3 separate regions of the Mus musculus genome follow, and regions 1 and 2 are each linked to region 3. A link is a contact called in public HiChIP or PLAC-seq data. All regions are on one chromosome and are shown on one strand. Each heading gives the region's core, a stretch centred on a gene start, on an enhancer-like site or on the middle of the called end of the contact. The rest is flanking DNA. Distances are from core to core; before and after follow the strand shown. Region 1 overlaps Large1 (LARGE xylosyl- and glucuronyltransferase 1). Region 2 overlaps Large1 (LARGE xylosyl- and glucuronyltransferase 1). Region 3 holds the start of Large1 (LARGE xylosyl- and glucuronyltransferase 1).

What was found. HiChIP or PLAC-seq counts read pairs in DNA pulled down with a chosen protein or histone mark.
Region 1: an H3K4me3 HiChIP or PLAC-seq map of neural progenitor cells shows a contact between it and region 3, with 7 times the contacts expected there. The contact joins the enhancer-like site here to the promoter of Large1 in region 3. A contact is called at or near these places in 8 of 39 promoter capture datasets (the 3T3-L1 cell line, embryonic stem cells, hippocampal neurons and 2 more), 1 of 484 Hi-C or Micro-C datasets (nephron progenitors), 7 of 115 datasets of contacts at active chromatin or transcription factors (VIP interneurons, embryonic forebrain, embryonic stem cells and 3 more) and 1 of 9 other capture datasets (embryonic stem cells).
Region 2: an H3K4me3 HiChIP or PLAC-seq map of neural progenitor cells shows a contact between it and region 3, with 22 times the contacts expected there. The contact joins the enhancer-like site here to the promoter of Large1 in region 3. A contact is called at or near these places in 11 of 39 promoter capture datasets (the 3T3-L1 cell line, 3T3-L1-derived adipocytes, the HPC-7 cell line and 5 more), 2 of 484 Hi-C or Micro-C datasets (myocytes and nephron progenitors), 18 of 115 datasets of contacts at active chromatin or transcription factors (astrocytes, bone marrow-derived macrophages, embryonic forebrain and 9 more) and 1 of 9 other capture datasets (embryonic stem cells).

The regions. Positions count from the first base shown.
Region 1 is chr8:72,918,007-72,920,940 of GRCm38.p6, forward strand. All of the region lies in intron 6 of Large1 (LARGE xylosyl- and glucuronyltransferase 1), which reads right to left. Among named protein-coding and RNA genes, the nearest start is that of Mir28b, 97 kb to the right of the region's middle. Within about 2 kb of position 1,460, at least 18 of the 459 cell types and tissues checked have an H3K27ac peak or open chromatin away from gene starts, as enhancers often do. A contact at or near this core is called in VIP interneurons, neural progenitor cells and stem cell-derived neural progenitor cells, where this site is marked.
Region 2 is chr8:72,953,767-72,956,736 of GRCm38.p6, forward strand. The region is part of intron 6 of Large1 (LARGE xylosyl- and glucuronyltransferase 1); the gene reads right to left. Among named protein-coding and RNA genes, the nearest start is that of Mir28b, 61 kb to the right of the region's middle. Within about 2 kb of position 1,470, at least 7 of the 459 cell types and tissues checked have an H3K27ac peak or open chromatin away from gene starts, as enhancers often do. A contact at or near this core is called in neural progenitor cells, where this site is marked.
Region 3 is chr8:73,351,589-73,354,948 of GRCm38.p6, forward strand. Large1 (LARGE xylosyl- and glucuronyltransferase 1) reads right to left here and starts at 1,952. Exons shown (of 15, transcript NM_010687.2): 1 at 878-1,952.

The sequences.
Region 1 (2,934 bases), core at 210-2,709, 430 kb before region 3:
CCTGGTAGGTTAGGCTCTGACTTAGTTAAATGTTAGGTTCATCTGCAGGGCCTAAGACATTGCAGGGCCTGAGATACAATTAGCTTATATGGTAGTGTCTACATCCAGCTCACAAACTAGCAGAATCCAGTGACGTACTCCAGTACTAAATGCATTTTCTTTTTTAAAATATAAGGGTGTTTTAGTGTACATGCATGTCTGTAGAATTATCTGTATACATGGTATGTAGATATAATATATGTATGCCTGATGCTCCCAGGGGCCAGAAAACTGTTATATTTCCGGAGACTGGAGATATAGTTGACTGAGAGCTATTGTGTGGGTATGGGGAATTAAACACAGGTCCTCTGGAAAAAGAATTCATGCTCTTAGTCACTGAACCACCTCTCTAGCTTCAAGAACTATACTTCTTGAACCCAGATAAGAGAAGAAAATAGACACGAAAATATTGTAATGATTCAAACTGTGCTTTTTCTATTTCCCAGATGTGTGACTAGGGAAGTTTCTTAACCTATCTGTGTTTCCTTCTTTAGTCATCTGTGAAGAGTCATGAAGTAAATATGTCAGAATTATTCATGTTAATTCAGATCACACCACTCAGAAGAATCTCAAGAGAGGGTTGAGAGAGATGGCTGGTGGTTAAATCCCAACACCCACATGGTGGCTCACAAACATCTGTCACTCCAGTTCCAGGAGTTCTAATGTCTTCTTCCAGTTTCTGCCAGTACTGTATGTACATGGTGCATATATATATATACATACAAGCAAACATTCACATATATATAGATAGCAAAAAATCCCCTTGGGCATCTGGTGGTATCATTATAAAAGCCCCCTGGTGGTCTCTGCTGCTCTATGTGTCCAGACTGTTAATCTCCTCCATTTCCTCCCTTCCCCAGCTGCTATGGCTCTTGGTTTGCTGAAGCACTGGCTCAGGCTTTTATTTGTTAAGGATTTGCTTGGTGTCAGATACCACACAAAATACAAAGAAATTAAATATAAATAAAACACAGTCCTTGATGCAGAGGCTGTTAGACAAGGAGAAAGATAAACAGTTATGAAGCAGTGTGGCACTCTAGTGACAAAAGCTGTGATAAGTTGGAGGAATGCCGAGCATAGAGTAATTGATTCTGTGTGAAGTGTTGGGGAGACCTGTCTGGCACTCAATTTCTTCCCTGAATCTATCTATCATGACCCCTCCCAAACACCCCCTCCCCTCACATGCAAACCTCACAGATCCCAGCTTCCTCAGTAACTCTTCTGCTAAGTACTGTTCATTAACATCCATCTAGAACAGAAGTTCCTTCTGCTGCCTGGAGTCTGGGTAAGTGAGCCATGCATCCCAGCTCAGGACTGAATGGCAACAACACCCTGGCCTCCAGATGTCTCAGTCCAAAGAGCTGACCTTGTTTATATAAATAGCTCAATGGTCTGCCATGCCATCAAGAAGTGAATTCCCTGGGAGTCCTCTGGGGAATGCCGTAGGCTTATACAGCTCTCTTGACACACTCAGAATTCTGCAGTGCCTGCTTCATCTCCAAAGAAATTAACATAAAGCACTGTGACTAACAGAAAGGCTTTGCCATTGTTTTTTGCTAGCCCTGTGGTTATGATTAACTTTGCTGTTCTCAGTCTTCTGTACTCTACGCATACTCTAACTTATGGAAATGAAGCTGTCTTCTTGCTTATTCATATATCAACATTAACAACCAGACAAGAGCAAACAAGCTTGCTATACTGATGGAGCTTTGCTGTTGGTGTCAGCCAGCAGATGGATGGCTCCAGGCCAGAAACTCCCTTGTCTCCCTCTTCACTTACTGGCCCCTGCAGAATTCCTGATGTTAGGTTAGGGGGTGAGAGGGAAGTGAGGAAGGAGGATCAGAGAGTTATTCTGCTACTTATAGCACACAGGAAGGTGAGGCTAAGCAACTGTTCTGTAAGGAAGGAAACATGACTATGGCAAAGACAGAGGGATGGATATATGCACTAATTAATTAATGAATTAATGTTATTATCACAGATTTGTTGTAGAAAGTGAAAAGTTTCATAAAGATATTTTAATAAAAGTATATCATGTATGTTGACCATATTCATTCACCCTCTACTACCCTCTCCTGTCCCTCTTTTTCATCTTTGCTCATTTTTTTCTTTTTTCCACAGGGCTCACTTCCTTTTTCATTCTCTATCTTGCTCATCCTATCTATCTATCTATCTATCTATCTATCTATCTATCTATCTATCTATCTATCTATCTATCTGTGTCTGTGATGGTCTGTATATGCTCGGCACAGGGAGTGGCACTATTAGAGGTGTGGCCTTGTTAGAATAGGTGTGTCACTGTGGGTGTGATATTTAAGACCCTCATCCTAGCTGCCTGGAAGCCAGTATTCTGGTAGCAGACATCAGATGAAGACATAGAACTATCAGCTCTTCCTGTACCATGCCTGCCTGGACACTGCAATGCTCCAGCCTTGGTAATAATGGACTGAACCTCTGAACCTGTAAGCCAGCCCCAACTAAATGTTGTCCTTTTAAGAGCTGTCTTGGCCATGGTATCTGTACACAGCAGTAAAACCCTAACTGAGACATTATCTATCCATCCAACCTTGGTTTCACATATGAGAGAAGACATGTAGAGAGCAAACCAGAGAAATACCTGAATATCCATGTTTACAGCACTACTCACAATTACTCTATGATTAAATCAGCCTGTATGTCCACCAAGAGATGAATATACAAAGAAAATGTGGTATATAGACAAGATGGAGTTTTTTTTTCAAATGTAAAGAATGAAGAAATTGATTCTCCATTCTTTCCCCTACCTCTTAGCCTACTTTCAGCAGACATTTGAACCATACAGGTAAGCTTCCCTTCGCCCTGTTTGTTGAGTCCTCTAGGGCAAACCAAGCTATCCTGAACAGCTTGCTATTAAAT
Region 2 (2,970 bases), core at 220-2,719, 400 kb before region 3:
TAGCACTTGCAACTTTGCAATACTTCATTCATCAATTTTATTGTCAGATGCAAAGGTTCTGGTTCCAAAAGGCAATTAATGACACAGATTGGGAGTAACCCAGACTTCATTACTTGACATTTGCTCTCTGGATAATTTTAATGCTACATGAGTCGAAGGCTATAAGGTGCACAGTGCTCTTGGCTCTAACACATCTGTAAGATAAGTACTTAAGGTTCAAGTTTAAACTCTTTAAGTCCATCAGTCCATGGCCGTGAAGCTGAACTTTTATTGGACAGAAAAGGGGCTCCTGATTCTAGTATCTCCTGTTATCATTATTTTTTGAAGGGTGATCTACATGTGCACCTATATGGGTAGTCTTGCTAGATTCTGTAGAAGAAACCTACAAACAAACGAGCAAACAAACAAAACACATGTATCTTTCAGGCAATGTCTGGACTAGTACTACTGAATGGTATCAAACAGTTTCTAAAATGTGATATTGGTTAGTGCCCTAATATCAAGATCCCATTCTCTGTATCATCGTCATCATCATTATTATTATTGTTATTATTTTGTAACCCTTTCATTAAATGTGTATGTCTTTGTTGAAGATTCCAAGGAAACCACATCTGAAAACTTTCACCTCCTAAATAGTCAAGATTTTTAGTAGGCTGTCACTGAAAGTCAACCAATAAAAAAATCTCTAAACACCTCAATATTTACCAGTCACATTTTGAAAGTAGCATATTCTGCATTCTTGAATTCCAAGATGAGTCAAAACCTAGTCAATCTAGTTGCATAGGTAGCAGAGGATGGCCTAGTTGCCCATTAATGGGAGGAGAGGCCCTTGGCATTGTGAAGATCATATGCCCCAGTACAGGGGAATGCCAGGGCCAGATACTGCAAGTGGATGGGTTGGAGAGCAAGGTGGGGGGAGGGTATAGGGGGCTTTGGGGATAGCATTTGAAATGTAAATGAAGATAATAGCTAATAAAAAAAAGTAAAGGATAAAAACCCATCATATTAATTGAATGCTTCCAGGAAATAGTTGCATACTTTTATCAACTTTTTAAAGCAGGTCTGAGATGTCTACCTTAGTTCCTATTGGACAGATGAGGAAACTAAAGGTGAAAGCATAAGCTGCTGGTCTAAAGTCATGTAGCTACCAGGAGGCAGAGCTGGGACTCAAACTCAGGCGTTGTGGACTACACAGTTGGCTCCCTTACATTCCCCATATCTGTCCCCTGAAAAGTCTCAGGAAAATCTCTTTTGTATGAGTCTCCTTCGGTATCTAACTCTAACTTATATTTTTCTTCCAATTTGTATCAGTGCGTGATAAATCTTCCTGCTATTCCATGTCCTAGGAGCTGTGTTTCATTAATTAGAAAGCACAGTATTATTAATGGACGGACGGAAGGAAACTAGATCCTTTCTTACTGATGGCTCCAAGCCTAGACTCACTGGCTTGGGTTCAACCTGCCCACATAACCTCCCAGTGAATATTTATTGGAATAGAGGGGTAGTCTGTTTTCTGTCCCATGCACTAGGATATAAAAGGACAGGAAGAGGGCTCTGTAATACTTTAGAAGCTGCTTCTTCTGCTTTAAGTTCTCCTCTCTGGCAACAATCATACAAATTACTCATGGGCCCAATAAGGCTGGCATAATTGAAGGTCTGTGGATTATATGCTGTTGCCAGAATGGCTCTGAACAATTTTCTCACTTTTCCAAAACACTGCTCTGCTGAGTCCTACCTCATCCACGAGGACTTCTCTAGACAGAGACCAGGGCTCTCTCTGAGTCCTTGTCTCTGCTCTTCCTGGAAAACCCCACACAACCCAGGATTTCATTTTGATTCAGTTCCATGTTTTCAGGGCTGAAATTACAAATATGTGTTATCAGACTTAGTATTTTTTTCATGTGGGTTCTGGGTACTAAGGACAAAGACAGGTTTCCTGGATTGACTCATCTCCCAAGTTCCTAGAAGAATTATTTTTGAATAGTTAAAAGACCAACTCTATTCCTCTCTGGGAACTAGTAGATTCCTGGTCACAAGGCTTTTCATGGTACAATAGGGGACGTTCCAGGCAAACCAAGATGATTAGACTCAACTTTAAAAGTTTGAAATTTTACCCATAGTATCTTATTTTTATCCCAGCCCTACAAAAATATTTCCAAGTACATGCAAAGAGTTAGAAAATATTTGACAAATAGTGAAAAGTAGGTTAGAAGGAAAAGGCAGCCACTTTTTAGGGTTAAAAAGTACTATTAATTTTTTTCTCTATTCATACTCCTTTGTAGAAATGTGTGGCTGATATGCTATCAGCCCACAATTTGAACTAATGCCTTAATAGCTTTCTGCAAATTATTTCTCAACTTTAGATGTGGAGGTAAAAATGGCCTGATTTCTCAAAGATCACAATATCACAAACACACAGGTTTCAGAGAAACTTCAGGGTCACTGGAGTGGAATAATCTCTTTTGCTAAGACATGTGTTGCTGGCTGCTGCTTTTAGTCCTCTAAAAGGCAACAAAGCTAGAGAGGTGGCTTAGTTACAATGTACTTGATACAGTGTCATCTTGTACCCCATTCCAGAGCTTTAAACTTCACAACATCCACTTCCACCTGCCTACTGACAAGCTAAAATGACACTGTTAGGACTAAATCCCTTCAGTCTAAAGTAATCACTATTTGGGAAACGTTCTTGTTATTCACTTGTGCTCACAGGAGGACACCAATTGAACAGAGCAGGAAAATAAAGACCATGTAAGATGCACAGGGTGCTCTGGCTTTGTTGATGTCTTATGTCCCCAAGGGAAAACTTAGCTGTCAGCAAGCCAGCTAAGCTCCTGCACCCAAAACACAGCTTGCTCATCTGCAATCTCAAAGCAATTCTGTTCAAGGGAGAAGTCACTGATGAAGATAGCAGAGTGGAAGTCAGCAGCCAGGAAAATCTATCTGCTCCTGGAAGTAGCAACTGGCCTTCCT
Region 3 (3,360 bases), core at 702-3,201:
CAGCAGAAACCTACTCAACTGAGGTACATCAGCACTGGAACAGGGAAAACAAAAAAACAAAAAACAAAACCCAAACCAGTGCATCCCTATTAAAAAGGGTCACCCAGGAGATGGACTGGGTCAGCAAAAGACAATCTGTTCCCTCTCAAGTGACCCATTTAAAGTCCAGAAGTGCACAGGTTTAATAAATCTCACACTGGTAAAGACAGCTTATAGAAAGAACTATCCTTACAGAGCGGGGGCATTTCAAGGCGATGAACAGTATAACTTCATGATAAACATACTTATCATTCCAACCTCCAGAAGCAATGACATTTACAGGAAGCTCTGAGTAGACACTGATGACTACAAGAAGTTTAGTGTAACAGGACAGACCAGGTATGTTGGTTGGGACTCCCCCTCACGGGTATCCATGCCATCCAACCACTTTATCCTAAAGAGCTTTTGGAAAATGTGGATGCATACACCCAACCCGGCCTCTTTTCAACCTATTGGAAAGTTCTCTGGGCATCCCATCATAAAAGGCAGGTGAACGTCGAAGAAAAGCAGGAAGGGTCCCAGGGTGGCGGGAAAACAATACCTCCAGGTGTTACTAAGAACCTGCCCCCTACACACACACACCAACTCGCTCTTGCCTATCAATATCTTGTACACCTAAGAGCATGTCAGGCCCTGAGACAGATCCTGGGGACACTAGAGATTGGGGTCTTCCACCTCCTGCTTTTCCGGGACTCAAAGCCAAGTCAGAAACGGTGTGCCCATCCTTTTTACTAGCATCCTAAGCACACCGGGTACCAGCCACAGGTTTGGATAAGTTGTCCAGCATTGCTCACTAAAGCGTTCCCACGATGGTTCTCTCGCACATCAGGGCTCTTACCTTGGCCTTGACTACATCCAGGCAGAGGTACACTCCGAAAGAGCTGAACCGCGTGGTGCCACTGACGCCTACTAAGTGCAGTGGGTCCTGGTGGAGATCCCAGCTGGAGCTGTTCTAACCCGACCGACCGACGGTGCCAAGCACAGACTTCGGGACAGCCTTGGGCTCCAAATATCAATAGGAAAGGTCCGCCTTGCCGGGACTGAGCACTCTCCCTTCTTTCTCCTCCTCCGAGGCGGCTGCCGAGAGCTGCTCTACGCCAGAAGGACTCTTCCAAGCCCTGGGCGCCTCGCATGGGCAAGGGCCTGGGGGCCGCCCTGGGTTGGATCCGGGAAACCAGCGCCAGGAAGAAACGGGGAGCCGCAGCTCTGCCGGCTTCACCTTCCGCGCCCCTGACCGCTTAACCCCTTCAGGGCAGGGCCTGCCCGCAACCGGCCCGGCCAGGCAAGTACACCGGCAGCCCCAGCCACGGAGAAGAGGCGAGGCAGGAGGCAGGAGGCTGGAGGCAGCTCAGCCGGACCGAGAGACCAGCGTGGCGAACGAGCACTGGGACCGACCGTAGCTGCTTGCGGTGACCCTCCCCCCCACCCCCCGGGCCTGCGCCGCCCGCCCGCGGCTCCGCGAGAAGCGGGCGCTGAAGAGGGCCTCGCCCGGGCCTGGGGCGCGGGACCGGGGGCGCGGGGCCGGGATAGATGCTCCTTGGAAGGTCACGGCCGCCGGGGCGCCGCGAGCGGGACGCAGCCCGATGGGTGCGGGGAGCCCGGGCGGGCAGCCCCCGCCGCCACCTTGGAGACGCGCCGGCTTCCCGGAGCGCTCAGGTTTGGAGCCGCTCGTCCGCTGCAGACGCTGTGGGCAGCCTGGAGCCGCGAACGGACAGGCGCGCGATCCCCGCTTCCCGCGCGGGGCCGGGAGAGAATCGCTGTGCGGGGACCGGCGTGGGAGCGCGCTGGCGGGCGCTGGTGTTGGAGCTCCAGGCTAGTCCAGCCGCCGCCGCGTGCTTAGAGCGTCGGGCTCGTTCGGCAGCTGCAGTGACTGTGTGTCTGTGTCATGTCTGTGCAGCTGGGGGGCGAGGGGGAAGGACCGCGATCCTGGGCTGGGTTCCGAGCGGGGGCGGGACCGGAGCCCGCCTCGGGGCCACGCCTCCTCCCCGTGATCGCATGGACAGCCAATGGGTAGCGCCAGGAATGTGCGTCTCTAGTGCCCGCCCTGCCTAGGCTACGCCTACGACCAAGCGCCTCCCTCCGCTCCTTGGTTCATTGGAACGCAGGCGGATGAAACACCCGGAGCCCGGAGCCCGGGCCGGGTCTCGGGAAAAGGGTGCTAGCTGGAGCTCCCCGCCCTTCTTTCCCGGACTCCGGCTACCCCAGATTTGGATGAAAGAGAGTGAAGAGAGGCGGGTTGAGTTCGCAATTGTTGCTTCCGGTTTGCGAGCAGGGTGGGTCACCGTGCCACTCCTTTTACAAAATAACGGTTTGGGGGGAAGTAGGAAGTTTACCCTGCTTTTCCTTCGGTTGGGAACGCGGCTCTCCCCTAGGTTGACCGGTCATGGGGCAGCCAGAGCTGTGAAGAGGCCCGATTTGAGCGGTTTGACATCATCTTGCTTGGATTCTGGATCCAAGAATCCTGTGCAAGACTCTGGTCCCCCTCACCAGAGGAAACTACATTTTTGTGTCCATATATACACGCATAGATGCACCTCCTTTCTAATTTTACTCTTGCTCAGAGCCCCGCTTTCAACGTCCACTAAAGGGACATCTAAGCCTCCGGATGTTGATGAGGAAGGTGAGGATGCGGAGAGTCCGCCCGGACTGCGGAAGGAGCGGAAAGATTTGGTTATAGTAAAGGGGATGGGATGTCCCTTGGGAGAATACCCTCCCTTGAGGCTGAAGCAGAGCCTGGGTGAGAAAGAGGACCAGAGCGGACGGTCTACTCCCACTGGAAGACGGAGCTCCGAAACTGCGATCCAGCTTCCGGGTTTTTTCCTCAACTAGGTCCCTTGGCTTCTGGGGGCCCCTTCCCCCAGAGTCCCCACCTCCCCCAATCCGTAGGAGCCACTGAATCTCTGTCTTCCCCTGCGCTTATCTCCTCCGGCAGCCCACCCACTGTCTTTTAATGGCTGGGGAGGATGGAGAGAGGTGGGATGCCTTAGAAAGGGCTTCCTATCTCGGGACTCTGAGCTGACTATCTTACCCGAGGTGGAGCATCACTCTAATCTCGCATTCGAAGATCCAGCTCCTCTCTGATCCCATCCCTCATCCCCAGCTCTGGCCTTGATACCTACACCCTTGGACCGTCCTTTGACCTGCTCGACACTCTCGGCTTCCCTGCGTTCTCTAGAAGCCAGGACCCCTTTTACCACCAGCAGGGGCTCTCCCTCAGTTCCCAGCGCTGTTTACCTAATCAGTAGGAGCCTAAGTCTTGGAGGATGCGAACCGAAGGTAGCGGTTGCTTCGGAATAGTTAACTGCGATGCTGGGGTCCTGA